Linked DNA regions of Zea mays: region 1 is linked to region 2. A link is a contact called in public Hi-C data. All regions are on one chromosome and are shown on one strand. Each heading gives the region's core, a stretch centred on a gene start, on an enhancer-like site or on the middle of the called end of the contact. The rest is flanking DNA. Distances are from core to core; before and after follow the strand shown.

What was found. A called contact is a pair of places that touch in the nucleus more often than the background predicts.
Region 1: a Hi-C map of ear shows a contact between it and region 2, with 2.6 times the contacts expected there. The contact joins the promoter of LOC100281497 here to the promoter of LOC542581 in region 2. A contact is called at or near these places in 2 of 25 Hi-C or Micro-C datasets (ear and leaf).

The regions. Positions count from the first base shown.
Region 1 is chr9:92,590,175-92,596,688 of Zm-B73-REFERENCE-NAM-5.0, forward strand. It overlaps LOC100281497 (myristoyl-acyl carrier protein thioesterase), which reads right to left and starts at 3,228. Exons shown (of 7, transcript NM_001368019.1): 1 at 3,110-3,228; 2 at 1,992-2,552; 3 at 1,779-1,912; 4 at 1,197-1,310; 5 at 834-1,017; 6 at 665-733. The coding sequence starts at 2,489.
Region 2 is chr9:92,387,479-92,394,641 of Zm-B73-REFERENCE-NAM-5.0, forward strand. LOC542581 (elongation factor 1-alpha) reads left to right here and starts at 5,278. Exons shown (of 3, transcript NM_001112117.2): 1 at 5,278-5,411; 2 at 6,020-6,504. The coding sequence starts at 6,043.

The DNA.
Region 1 (6,514 bases), core at 1,978-4,477, 200 kb after region 2:
TTATTTCTCTGTAGTTTAGAGCAAAGAAAAACTAAATTGACTTGTACACAGGCTGCTCTTGCACGAAAGCAACACGCGTCAGCGACATTGTTAGGTACCTAGGTGACCAACCAAATATACTAAAATCTCAGGAGATGCATTGCGTATCCAACTTGTGCTCGTTGTCATGAATAACTTAAAAGAAAAGATACCTTCTAAACAAATATTATATATCATGAGATGAGCGCCATTGTATTTGCTAATCGAAGGAATATAAGTGGGCTCTAAGCCACTAATAATTACCAATGACAGAATAGGCAACCCCCCAACCCAACCAGGCACCCACATTCCGATGGTCAGTATCGTCTGCAGGCAGATGGGGACTGGGCAGCAGATATACAGGATAGAGAAGTAATTGGTTTCTGTTTGCACATGATTGTCAGTTGCACAAAAGAGACCAGGATGGAATACCCAACATAACATTAGGCGGCCTCAAATTGGGATAAAATACAATTTGAACGAAAATGATTCGAGTCAGAGTACTCAAGTGTGGAATAAAACAGTTCAAATAAAGCACAAGTACTAAATTAGCTGGTCATGAAGGTTACCTATTTCAGTCTCTAAACAAGAAATACTGAAGTAAGGAGTAGAATAATGATTTGCATATCATCAGTAAGAAAATTACCTCAAGAATCCACGCAATGTATTTAACATTATTGACATGCTGATTTATATCAAGATCAGCCCAACGAGGCTGCACAAAACAGACCCAAAAAATATATAAAACAGCAAAGGAAAAAATAACTATATGAACATACTAGCAATTTAATCTAAATATTAATTCAGTTACTTACAGTCAGGCCTGTCCTCACATATTTAGCTACAGACGTGCTTTGTCCCTCTGGCAGTTTTGGAAGCTTGCGGTTGTCTTCGTCAACAATAGCAGAATGCTCAAAAAAGTATGGCTCTATTTCAGTCCGCACTTCATCTGGAATTCTTGCAAGCTTCCTAGTGAGTTTGTTCATCATAACCCATTTACTGCACAAAGACATAAATTAGAAAAAAAAAATGTGACAGGGTGTTCCGTATAACTTACATGTACTTCAAGCAGAGAAAATATGAATGCAGTGTAAATCGTAATATGGCAGTTAGCAGAAATAAACTGATAATAAAACTGATTAATGATATAGATATATCAGTGTGGCAGAGATTTCAACCTTGTTGCCTTCAGTATCGTGAGGCCTGTTATAGGATCGCGTATATGCCAATCCCTACGCATTCCATTTTTACCATTAGCACTAACCCATGTATCTACTTCAACAGTATCACCCCTGCAGCAGAATAGAGGAGCGACTTAGGACACATAACAATAGAACCCAGATGATGAGGGATCACTTTCAGTTCATAGAAGATAAAGTTTCTAGTATCTGTTAGTTGCCATAGGAAAATGTATCAAGGCTTCAAGAGGTTTAATGAGTGTATCTGCATCAATAATAGAGGTTTGCAAACTGCCCACAGCGACATACAACTATATAGGCTCCTTGTGCTAAAAAACTACATATGATCCTCCAAGTTATTGCCAAACAGCGCAAAAAAAACAAGGAGATTTCCTTTCACATTTATTGCTGAACAACTTGAAAACCCCATTCAACTAATCACTCAATACCCAGCACTGAGGAAACAAGCCATAATCATTATTAATTCCATGTCTCCACAAGTAACCACATGGGTGTTACTTATTTCAAGCTCAAATCACGATAAGAAAACTGAACAAGATCATGCGATGATGGAAATCATACCAGCATGGATAACGCTCGATGATGGCCTGCATTTGGCTAACCACCCAGAACAAGTTTCGTTTACTCATCTCTGGTGTGGAGCCAAATCCATCACCTAGCAGCCCAGCGGTCTTCACATGATTGAGTGCCGTTTCCTGGATCAAATCCAAACTTTTTCATCGTCCAATCCTCAGCTACAAAATCTCACACCTCAAAATTAACAAATCATTTTACCTGCAAATGGTTCATCAGCGTCTCTATAGATGCCGTCCTATCTGCCCCAATCTCATAGGACCTAATGGAGAAGTTCTGCCTGAACATGAGCCCATCATGTATGATCCGGCCAAACCCAAACGTGTCAGTGAGCATGTCAGGCCTCCTAGGCTTCCAGTCAAGCATCGTCCACTGCTTCTCTGCGGCCAAGAAGATGGTGGTGATGGCCGCAAGGAGCATGCTCCAGTCGGGAAGCTGGTTGTAGAAAGTCTTCGGCACCGAAGAAGGTACGGTTTCGTGCTCCCCATCCGCCACCGCGGACTTGCCCCCACCGTTCATCTTGGGGACCGCAGCGTGGGCGCGCGTCTTGCTCGCCCTCACGGCACTAGACGAGGCTCCCGGCTTCGCCGCAACGCCGCGGACGTCCAGGCTCTCTGGGCGCTCCCCAAGGCCGTTCTTAGGAGCGGCCGGCGCCGGTGACCCTGGAAAGAAGGACGAGGCCGCGATGGAGGCGGCCATAGGAAAGTGCTCCGCGCCAAATCAAATCGAATGGTAGCACCTGTCTGAATCCGGGATCTCAATCTGGTTCAGCACGAGAACAGCATTAGCATCAACATAAAGCACAAAATCAAACAAGAAAACTGCCCGTTTACTCAATTTAAGCAACCCAAAAAAAGCAAGATTTGCCGCACACTACAGGCGCATCACGGGTAGAAATGGCCAGAGCTTGCGAGGAAGTGCAGGGACAAAACGACGGTCAAACCAACCCGCTGTCAAATACAGCAAACAACCCAAATGAAAAGAGAAGAAAAACTCACCCAAGAAAATAAGCGGCAGCAACCCAAATCTAGCGGCGTAAACGAGAAGGAAGAGGGGCGCAAGGTTTCCTGAACTCGAGATCCAGCCGGGGCAAGGACCCTGAACTCCCGCGATTCACCCCAGCTGTCACGGCCCGGACGCTAGCAGGCCGAACAGCGAAGCGCCCAGAAATAGCTACAGCTTATCCGGTGGAATAGCCACATGGCGGCCGCGCCCAGACAATCCGACCAGGAATAGACTCAACCCCACTACGAACTTATGACAAAAGGCACACGGAATGCGGGCGGGCGGGCCGGGAAGGGACGCGCAAGGGAACGAACCTTGCGCGGGCGGCGACGGCGAGGGCACAGGGGGCTTGGGTGTTGGTGCGTGCTTCTTCCGTCGGGTGCGCTTCACCACGCGGCCATTGGCAGCGCGCCGATGGGGGAGAGCGAGGGAGGAAGAGGCTTCTGGCGGATAGGTGGTGGTGTTTGGCGGCTTCGCGGGCGCTGCGGTGGGGGCGGCCGGGCGGGGCGGGGCGGGGCCGGTCGAACTCTGTTTCTTTTCTCCGCTGGCGCTGGCACTGACACCCGCACCGGGCGTTGTCCACCGCGACCTTTTAACCCGTTTGGAGAGCGTGGGGTCGGTGAGTGCGTGGCAGCCGGGTATGGAGAGCGGGCCTGGGCTGGCTGGCCATGCATACGATGCTTCCTGTTGCTGAGCTGAGCAGATCCTGGAGACAAAAATAACATAAGAAAATTCCTTATCCTATTATTTATAGAAGAGTAGTGCTTCCTTTGTTTGCTTTTAGAAATTTCAACCTGAGTAGGGAAGAATGATTTTTTTTTTATTTTCAGGACTGAAAGGAACGCACAGTTTTTTTCCCGGTGTCAGATAAGCAACTTTCTCAAATAATAGTACTGTCGCGTATTATTTGTTTTTCTATCTTTATATATGGTCCGTAAACAGAATCATCCGTAAGGACCGTATGTGACTACTACACTATTCAAATACGGCAATGCACGAATCATGTGCACTTAAAACGTGGACTCTGCAAAAGTGTCTTGGCACACAAGTGAATGAATGAATCAACAGGAGTCCTCTCTTCGCCGTGCATGTGCGGACGAGACGAAAGTGGTTGCCCCTGCCCAGCGGACAGCGGTTGCCCGGGACTCCACTCCATCGTGTTCTGACGGTGATCTAGACGAGAATTGAAGTGGTTCTCAGTTGGACATCCGTTTCCCCCATCCAAGCAGTCGTTCGTGTCGGCATCGGCGAGTTATTATATTAGGGTTCCTTTTCCTTGCGGCAGAGCTCTGAACCCTGGTCTGAAATCAAAAACAAAAGAAAACTGGAACGTTGTCAGAATATTGAGAACTACACTACGCTAGCTACACGCCAGAAATTTCAGTGAAAGCAGGTGGGGCCACTCACAACTGAGTTTCTGCAGTTGCGACCTGAAAAAAAAAGAAGAATCAAGCACGTACGCCTTGAAACGTGAGCAGAAGTTTCTAGCCGGGAAGATTACAGGTATTGCTCAGAAGCACCCTAGATTTTCTTCGGTCAGCTTAGTTTTCAGCGGTTGATCAAAAAGGTTACAAGCAAGTACACCCTCCGTTCTTTTTATTATTTATCATGTTTTAGTAAAAAATTAATTAGCGGATGACAAATATTCAAGAACGGATATAGTACTAAGATGGCTCGTTCGAGTGTTGCTCCACGATTGTCAAATATGCAATCCTCTAAAAACAGTTGGGTCCCGAGACGATGGCCGACTGAACCTTTTTTGCGGTCCGAGAATATAATCTGTTTTTTATTAAGAGAAAGGAAATTACACGAATGCATCTGTAAAGGAATTCTGATAATACGGATTATAAACCATAAAGTTAGTATGTCAACAAGAGAGTCGGTCGCCCAGAGAAGCGACCTCGCTCACCTAGTCATGAAAAGCCAGCAAAAACAATTAGACCATTCCACCAAACGAAGCTGAATAAATCAGTTCAATATGTTGTCCAATTGACACCACAAATACCACCATGGTCGCATCCACCCCAATATCCACCCATGACATACCCACCTCAATTCTCATACCCTTATATATACACGCCCACACCATATGTCCCAAATCAAATATGGGACATACTGTCATACCCTTACAGGTTGCCACCACATCTCGCTTGGAGGGACGCAACAAGCATATGTGTTTAACAGGTTAACCCCACAAGTACAAGACCGGTTAAGTCTCCCTCAGTCTGGTCAGCATGAACAACTCCAACAAGATAGCTGGAATACTCGCCAAAAAGGTAGATCAATTCGGCATGGGGGCATGAGGAGAAAACTCCAACATCAACGACAACAATCTGTAGAATCTGCATCAAGTTCGAAGGAGAAAACTCCAACATCAACTCCAACACGATGTTTCTCGAAGAAGCGCCTCTTCTTCTTGGTTAGGATCCAGGGGAGTGAGGACAACCCCAAATGTTTCCTTTGGAGGCATGATGAAGCCTCTTGTGGTCGTTGTGAGTTCACAGTAGGTGGGCGCCAATGTTGGTTACTCGTTTCTGATCTCTTCGACTTTATGCGAATGAGAGCTCGAAGGTATCTTCTGAGGCGGAGCAGATCGGTATTCTGAGCTTCAGCAATCTCACAAATGCATGGCACTGTTCCCCTATTTATAGTTGTCGGGTATCGTAATTAGGGGTACTCCCAACACTCCTAAACACGGCTGGTAACCACCATCAGCACAAGCTGCAGAGACTGATGGGCACGATTCAGGTCAAGGCTTCGTCTACTCAAGGGACGCGATCTCGCCTCGCCCGAGCCCAGCCTCGGGCGGGAACAGTAGTCCCAGACGGATTCTCGCCTCGCCCGAGGGCCTCCTCAAGCAACGGGCGCACCCTCGACTCGCCCGAAGCCCAGCTCGGGCAGGCTTCGTAGTGAAGCAACCTTGGCCAAATCGCCTCACCAACCGACCGTATCGCAGGCGCATTTAATGCGAGGATCGCCTGACACCTTATCCTGACACACGTGCCTCAGTCGACAAGGTCGAAGTGACCGCAGTCACTTCGCCCTTCCACTGACCGACCTGACAGGAAAACAGCGTCGCTCGCCCCTCTCCGACTGTTGTGCCACCCGCTAGGGTGAGGCTGACAACAGCTAAGTTCAGCCTCAGGCGCAACAGGAAGCTCCGCCTCACCCGACCTTGGGCCTCGGCCTCAGGAGGAGGTCTCCGCCTCGCCCGACCTCAGGGCTCGGCCCCCGCCTCGGCCTCGGAAGGTGGTCTCCGCCTCGCCCGACCCTAGGGCTCGGCCTCAACCTCGGACTCGGAAGGTGGTCTCCGCCTCGCCCGACCCCAGGGCTCGGCCTCAACCTCGACCTTAGAAGGAATCGCGTCCTCGCTCGACCCCGGCCTCGGCCTCAGGAGGAGTCTCCGCCTCGCCCGACCTTGGGCTCGGACCGATCGTGCCACGGAGGATGCATCGTTACCCTACCCCTAGCTAGCTCAGGCTACGGGGGAACAAGACCGGCGTCCCATCCAGGTTCACCCCGGTAACAAGTAATGATGGCCCCCCGCGTGCATCCATGACGACGGCGGTTCTCAGCCCCCTACGGAAGCAAGGAGACGTCAGCAAGGTCCCAGCAGCCCCGACAGCTGTGCTTCTACAGGGCTCGAGCGCTCCTCCGACGGCCACGATACCGCGTACGCAGGGCTCTAGCACCTCTCCGACAGCCACGTTGGCATGTAC
Region 2 (7,163 bases), core at 4,028-6,527:
ATGTCGTGTGATTGGAGATCCTCAACTGGGTATTAATCGATTTGGATCGCCGTTACTTCTCAGACATGAAGACTTGGTCACTAACTTACACGTATCATTCCAGTGAACAAGAAGGGTTGATAAAAGGATAGCTAGTATAGGCCAAGTGCTTGAACTAGAGCAGAAAGAACTCTAGTGACACGTAATGACTTAACTTGCTAATAAAACTGGATTCTAAGGATCCACTATTAGTAAGCATTTTTGCAAACAAAGTCTTGATTCTTGATTAATCCTTACCTTGACTCCCTTAAGCCATCATATTCTTGAGAGTCTTTTATTTTGATGGGTAAGACTTGCGAAAGTACACTTCGTACTCAAGGTTTTCGAACCGATGTTGTTGTAGGTGAGGAAACAACAGACTTTTGCTGTTTTTGCTCTAAGGTGGTGCCAAAAGAGGAACCTCAACAGTGAAGCCTCGGGAGGATGTTGGCCTCCCTTTTGAAAAGCAATATACTTTTATGCGGGAGGGGTTTTTGCCTTCCAAGTTTGTAATAATAATACTTATGCACTCTTATACCCTGAGTTGTAATAACTATAACACTCTTTCTGTATTTTGAATGTAAATTATGTTATTGTAATTCACTTCCTCTTATTCGTCCCTTCGATGTGTTGTAATATCTACGTGACGGGTGAAACGCTCTTGGGCAAGGAAAAGGATATAGATACTGAACTTGTCAAGTGATTATGTGCATCTACAGGGTTGTCCAAGGTCCGTTGGACAAGGACAACTATAGGTGTGCCTAATGACTTGGGAGGTTTCGTCACATTAGTGAGAACGAGAACCAAGTTAGGATGAGGAGAAAGAGAGGAGAAAAGAGAACTCTTCACTTGGTTGCTCCTTTAGGATGAGTATTAAACTTAGGAGCAATATTACACGTAAATATGAGAACTCAAGAAGATAGTAATCACAATAAGTAAAATGGACAAGGGACACAACGATTTTTATTGTGGTTCGACCAATGCCTACTCCACATTGTGGTGACCTCCTTCGATCAAGGGTTGCACTCAACACCTCTCAAGTAATCCAAAGATCAAACTTGAGTGCCACGATTGTCTTCCTTATATCAATATCCCAGTTGTGAGGAATCTCCACAGATTTGAGTCTATCACACCTTACACAATTGATGACAATCAAATCCGGAGTAAGTTGGGAAGTAGAAACACACACAAGAGCACAATTACATCAATACCACACACACAAACAAAGAAGAGAGCGCACAAATTGAAACAATAGTCACAACTCAAGAACGCGCTCAAATCTCTCTCTAACAAATCAAAAGCGTGTCACAGAGTTTCGAAGTTGTAGTATGCTCTTGTGATGCTTGGGGTACCTGCTCCATGCGTCTAGGGGTTCCTTTTATAGCGCAAAGAGCCTAGGAGTCGTTGGTTCTTCATTTGGGAAGCAACCAGCCTTCCCTATCTGCGTGTGCACCGGACTGTCCGGTTGCCGGGTACCATAATTAGGGGTGCCCAGATCGCAACCCTAAAGTGCCCATACACGCTTGAGTAAGAAAGGGTCATAAGCAAACATGCTCCCAACCTCACCAAGGCACGAGGGACCTAAGTCACGACTTGCCCTACCCCGGGCGGGAGACACAATCACGACTCGCCCGAGACTAACCTCGGGCGAAAGACATAGTCATGGCTTGCCCGAGACCAACCTCTTGTGGGAGACACAACCATGGCTCGCCAGAGGCCAACCCGGACGAGCAACGCATTTCCGACTCGCCCGAGGGCGTCTCAGGCGACTGTCCGTTGAGGCCCATACTGGCCCAAATTTGGCCAAACTTAGCTAAACTTCTTTACTCCATTTTTGGCTTGACTTGAGAAGTTTCCTAGCACTTAGACAAACATGATTAACACCTAAAACAGTTGACCAAGTACTAGAAACATATCTTTATCACTTTGATTCATAGAGGTTTGCAATATGCCCATTTTCAAGCCCATAAGTGCTTTCTTATTTCTCTCAATTTGCTTTTCTAAACACCTGTGCTCATGCTCATATGAAGGATGCTAGTTCAAATTAATGTGTTGAGCATTTATTCATTAAAACAACTATAAATGGCCTAAGGATACATTTCTCTTTTACCGTGCATGTGCCTCAACTTAAGCACACAGGCGCCCTGTCAATAGAGATGGCAACGGGGTGCGTACCCGCTGGGTACTATGTTCCCAAACCCGTACCCGCGAAATTAAAATATACCCGCTAAGAAACCCATGCCCGCAGCCGGGTATAAATTTTTGCCCGTACCCGTGCCCACCCGGGTACCGGGTACCCGCAGGCTACCCGTGCCCGACAAGAAAGCTAATGGGCTGGGCTGCCAACCATGTTTACTAGGCTAGGCTCATTCGGATGCTAGCCAATCGTTCCTGCACTGAGGCTCTAGATTTCATAGATAGCTAATGGGCTGGGCTGCCAACCATGTTTACTAGGCCATAAAATGAACTTTTGGTTTGTTTAATAATATTATGCCGGGTTTTAGAAACCCATGGGTTTGCGGGTATGGGTACTAGGATCCCATACTCGTACCCTCGTACCCGCTGGGTTTAGCTTATCACCCATTAAGAAACCCGTGGGTTTGGATATTAGCCCGTACCCGTCCCCTAATAGGGTAAAAACCCACCGGGTTTCGGGTTTCGGGTACCCATTGCCATCTCTACCTGTCAATGACCCATTTAAATAGAGCCCATCGAAGCCCACTAAATATTTAACATTTTTGAGCTAGTTGTACTTTTTCCTTTTTTAACCCAAATTTTTAATGTGGCACCCACAAACAACCCAATTTTATTTTGGTTATATATGTTATGTACTTTTATTTATGTTATTTCATGTGATTTGTGCTAACCTGACACATTAATTTTGGGTTAATTAAGTTGGATAGGCACACTTAAGTATTCATGGGTTGTGTTTTGGATCGACGGCTTGACGTCTTGGTCCACGGGCTGGCACACCACGACCCGTAATTGAAATTGTACTTTAGTGGACTGTGCCTTAGTGGATTGTGCTTTAATAAGCCTGGGGTGTACCATATTGGGCTGATCCAGATATACATGTACACCGGGGAGTATTTATCTTTGACACAAGGAGTATTTACTTATTATGAAACCAGCTCCAAAAAGTGGCTTCTGAGCCTATCCACGTCGTCCATTAATCTTTCGACCGTAGGATCGGATTCCAACGGCTACACGAGTGTTCTCACGCACCAGGCGCCAGGCGGCCTCCTCATGCTGGATAAATCGTGACGCTTCCAGATGATACATCTCCCTCTTGGCTGCCGGGCGGCACTCTCCATGGTGAAGAGGGTGTCGACCGCGATGGCTACAACGACGACGATGGAGCACTTGACGCCCCCAACAGATGCGAGCCATTCTCCTCCTCCCTACGTCCTTTCCCCCTCCACGACACCATAACCGTGCCTGCTCCGCCGAATCTAAAGGTGTCAGGATCCCCAATCCTTCCCCTCCTCTCCCCCTCTCCACGACGCTGCAACTGTGCTCGCATCGCCATCCCCTCCCCTCCCCTGTCTCCAAGCCAGGAATCCCATCCCCACCCCAATGTCGCAGTTCTGCTCGCGTTGGCCGGATCTGTGAATGAAGAACCCACGGTTCCACGACCTCCTCTTCGTGGAAGCCTAAAAGGCATCACCCCCATAAGCGAGAGGGAAAAGACACATTCCTATATATTCTCTTAGTTTGTCCGCTGTTGTCTAGAAACATCATGTAATGAGGCTGGGAAACGATCCCACGGAGTGCTCCCGTGTCCGTCGCCTCGGTTCGGCAGAGGCCAGCAACCGCGGCACCTGGTCCACAGCAGCAGCCACCACGACTCGCTAGGGCTAGGCCGACCTAGATGATATGCAGTGAGCTGATGGGAGGGATGGGCGAGCAAGAATTGGTACAGTAACCGGGAGACGATCTTGATTTATTCCTTATGTCATGAATTCCTTTTTATTTACACCCACACTTTCTAACTTTCGTACAATGATTCGTATATTTAAAACAAGGCTAACTTATGTTCTCATGCTTTACGAACCCTGGCATATGTCGCAAAAAATCCTTACCTAAAGAACTAACTCTGCAGCCTCTTCAAGCTCTAGATTTCAATTCTTATGGCCTAAGAAGTGTTTTTTTATTTCATAATATAAGCTTTCACAACAATCTAATTCTTGGAGTCAGATTCTATAAATACCCAACATTTACTAACCTACATTTTTTTTTCAATTGGTGCCATGACCATCACATAATGTTGATGAGCTATTCCCTCCAAGTTGCTGATTGCATGTGGATTACCATGCATGGCTATTTGCTATTTGGTTGTCTCGACCTTTCTTAGGATCTATTGGATGTAATACATATTATCATTATTTAGCTAATATTTGCTAACTACTACCTAGCAGAGTGGATAGTAGGTTGTGGTGTTTATATCCATAACTAATGGGTTAATTAATAATTGGAGAGTAATGTTCCTGTTAGCCCCCATTGTTTGGGTAGATAGTAAGATAATGGGGATTTAGAAACAATCTAAAGTTTATTACAATCTGTTATCTAGACCTATTTATATCCATAGAGCTAAAGTTTAGCAGATTGCTACATCCTCATTATTAGTTTGGAGCCAAACATGTCCTGATTGTATAATTTAAATGTTTATAGGAGTAACCAATTTGTTTTAGCTTTGCTATTTTACGAGTGTCAAGATGCTTAACTATTTCATACTTGCTTTGTAGGAATGTTCGATGCCGACAACATCTTGCTCTACCAGAAGGTACCAGCTCCAAATCAAGAACCAAAATTTAGGAAAAATACGAACTGCAACCTTATCCGTCATCTTTAGTAATTCATGTGTTTATCTTATTTGCACCAAGAACTATGCTGGAGGCTATAAAACTATGAATGTTATTTGTGACATGTAAATAATACTAGCTTGTACATGCATCTAAATGCATATAAGAAACACAATGCACCTTTTGTTTGCATTCCATGTAAATTATAAATTAAATCCAAACATTGAAAAATTACAAAACACACACACACAACACTATGCGCGCATGGGCGCGCGCAAGACACTAGTACATAATAATAACGATATTGTTCGCTTCGGATTAAATTAAACCAAGCGAGTATGCGTGCATGTGTACGTCGGATGCTTTGTTTGTTCATTTGTGGCCCGTGAAGTAATATTTGGGCCCAATAGCCCATTCATCCATGTCCTAACCCTAGGGCGCGTTCCTTATAAAACCTATCTCCATTCTGTTCTCACTCTCAGACACCAGACGCAGTCGGCTGCCGCAGACTGGTAGTAGCCGGCGCGCCGTCACCGTATCCTCAGATCAGAGGCGAGCAGAAACCACACCACTCTACTGACGCCCGACGAGGTACACTTCCGCGCGCGCGCTTCTCTTCCTTCTTTTTTCGCTCGACGAGGTACTCTGCTTCACGCGCGGGCGCGCTTCTCTTCCTTCTCTTTTCGCTCTGCCTTGAGCCTGTTCGTTTGATGCCCAGATCTACTAGGTTTGTCGATCGTCGTTATGTGTGATGAGCTGAGCCGATTCATGCACTGTATTTTTAATTAAGTGTTTTTTTCCTCCGCCGCTACCTTTATTGTCTATGTATGAACTTGCAGCTTACAACTGGTTATTGAGCCATAAATTGTAACTGAGTTTCCGAGATCTATAATATTACGTGGCTGAGGCGCTTCATCTCTGTTTTGTTTGTATGACAGTAGGAGTACTAATCCAAGTTTAGCTTCCGCTTCTTCATCTACCTTTAGTATGTATTTCGTATATAAATACGATTGCAGTTTGCAACTGATTCTCGGCCATAGATGATTACCGTTGCGTTGTTCATCGGGTCTAGTTTCGGATCTCTGATGTTGTGTGGGTGGGGTACTTCGACTTGGGTTTTCCTGCCCTTTGTTTGATTACTGGTTTATTGACATATATTTATCTATTGACTTTTTATCTGCTATGTTTGATGTAAGCAGCAGTGTAACATTTTCCTTCAGCCATGGGTAAGGAGAAGACTCACATCAACATTGTGGTCATTGGCCATGTCGACTCTGGCAAGTCGACCACCACTGGCCACCTGATCTACAAGCTTGGAGGTATTGACAAGCGAGTGATTGAGAGGTTCGAGAAAGAGGCTGCCGAGATGAACAAGCGGTCATTCAAGTATGCGTGGGTGCTTGACAAGCTCAAGGCTGAGCGTGAGAGAGGTATTACAATTGATATTGCCCTGTGGAAGTTCGAGACCACCAAGTACTACTGCACTGTTATTGATGCCCCGGGACACCGTGACTTCATCAAGAATATGATCACTGGCACTTCCCAAGCTGACTGTGCTGTTCTTATCATTGACTCAACCACTGGTGGTTTTGAGGCTGGTATCTCCAAGGATGGCCAGACCCGTGAGCATGCTCTCCTTGCTTTCACACTTGGTGTGAAGCAGATGATTTGCTGCTGCAACAAGGTATGATTCCAGGAATTTCTATTTATTCTGGTTCATGAACTGAGATGCCTGTAAATGTATTTCAATAGTCTAGCAATATTTATCTTCTCTCAGTATTACTGCCTTCAAGTTGAAAATACTGCATTTGTGCTGTGATTGAATAGCTAATGTTAGTTGTATGCTAGTTTTGACAAAGTGAAACACTGATTGCTTGCATTTTAAAGGCCATCTGCTTCCTACATGTTTATGTATGATAGCAATCCATCTTTATTACTTCGCAAGTTAACATCTTTATTACCTCGCAAATTGGCATAATATAATATGGTTTTCCAGGATTTTTTCCCAATAGGTGATGTGTATTTATGATTTCACCTGTTTTTAGTTTTTTTTGTAGTTGGAGTACTTGCAATGTGTATGTGCTGAAAGCACAAGGAATTGCATAATTAACTGTTATTATATGATTGCAATTTGGTACTTATTTTACTTTGTCAATTAGTAGGATTTGTTGGCATGCACCTGATGAGCTCTGTATTTCTGTATACTTGCTTTAGGTTTTTATACAGCCTGCACTTGTTAGCATGAATAAATTTTGGAAATATGGTTTTCTGAATGGGGATTATTGTTGTTGACACCCCAAGAAATTTCATGCCATAAAAACAAGTGTATTGGGCCAGTTAGTT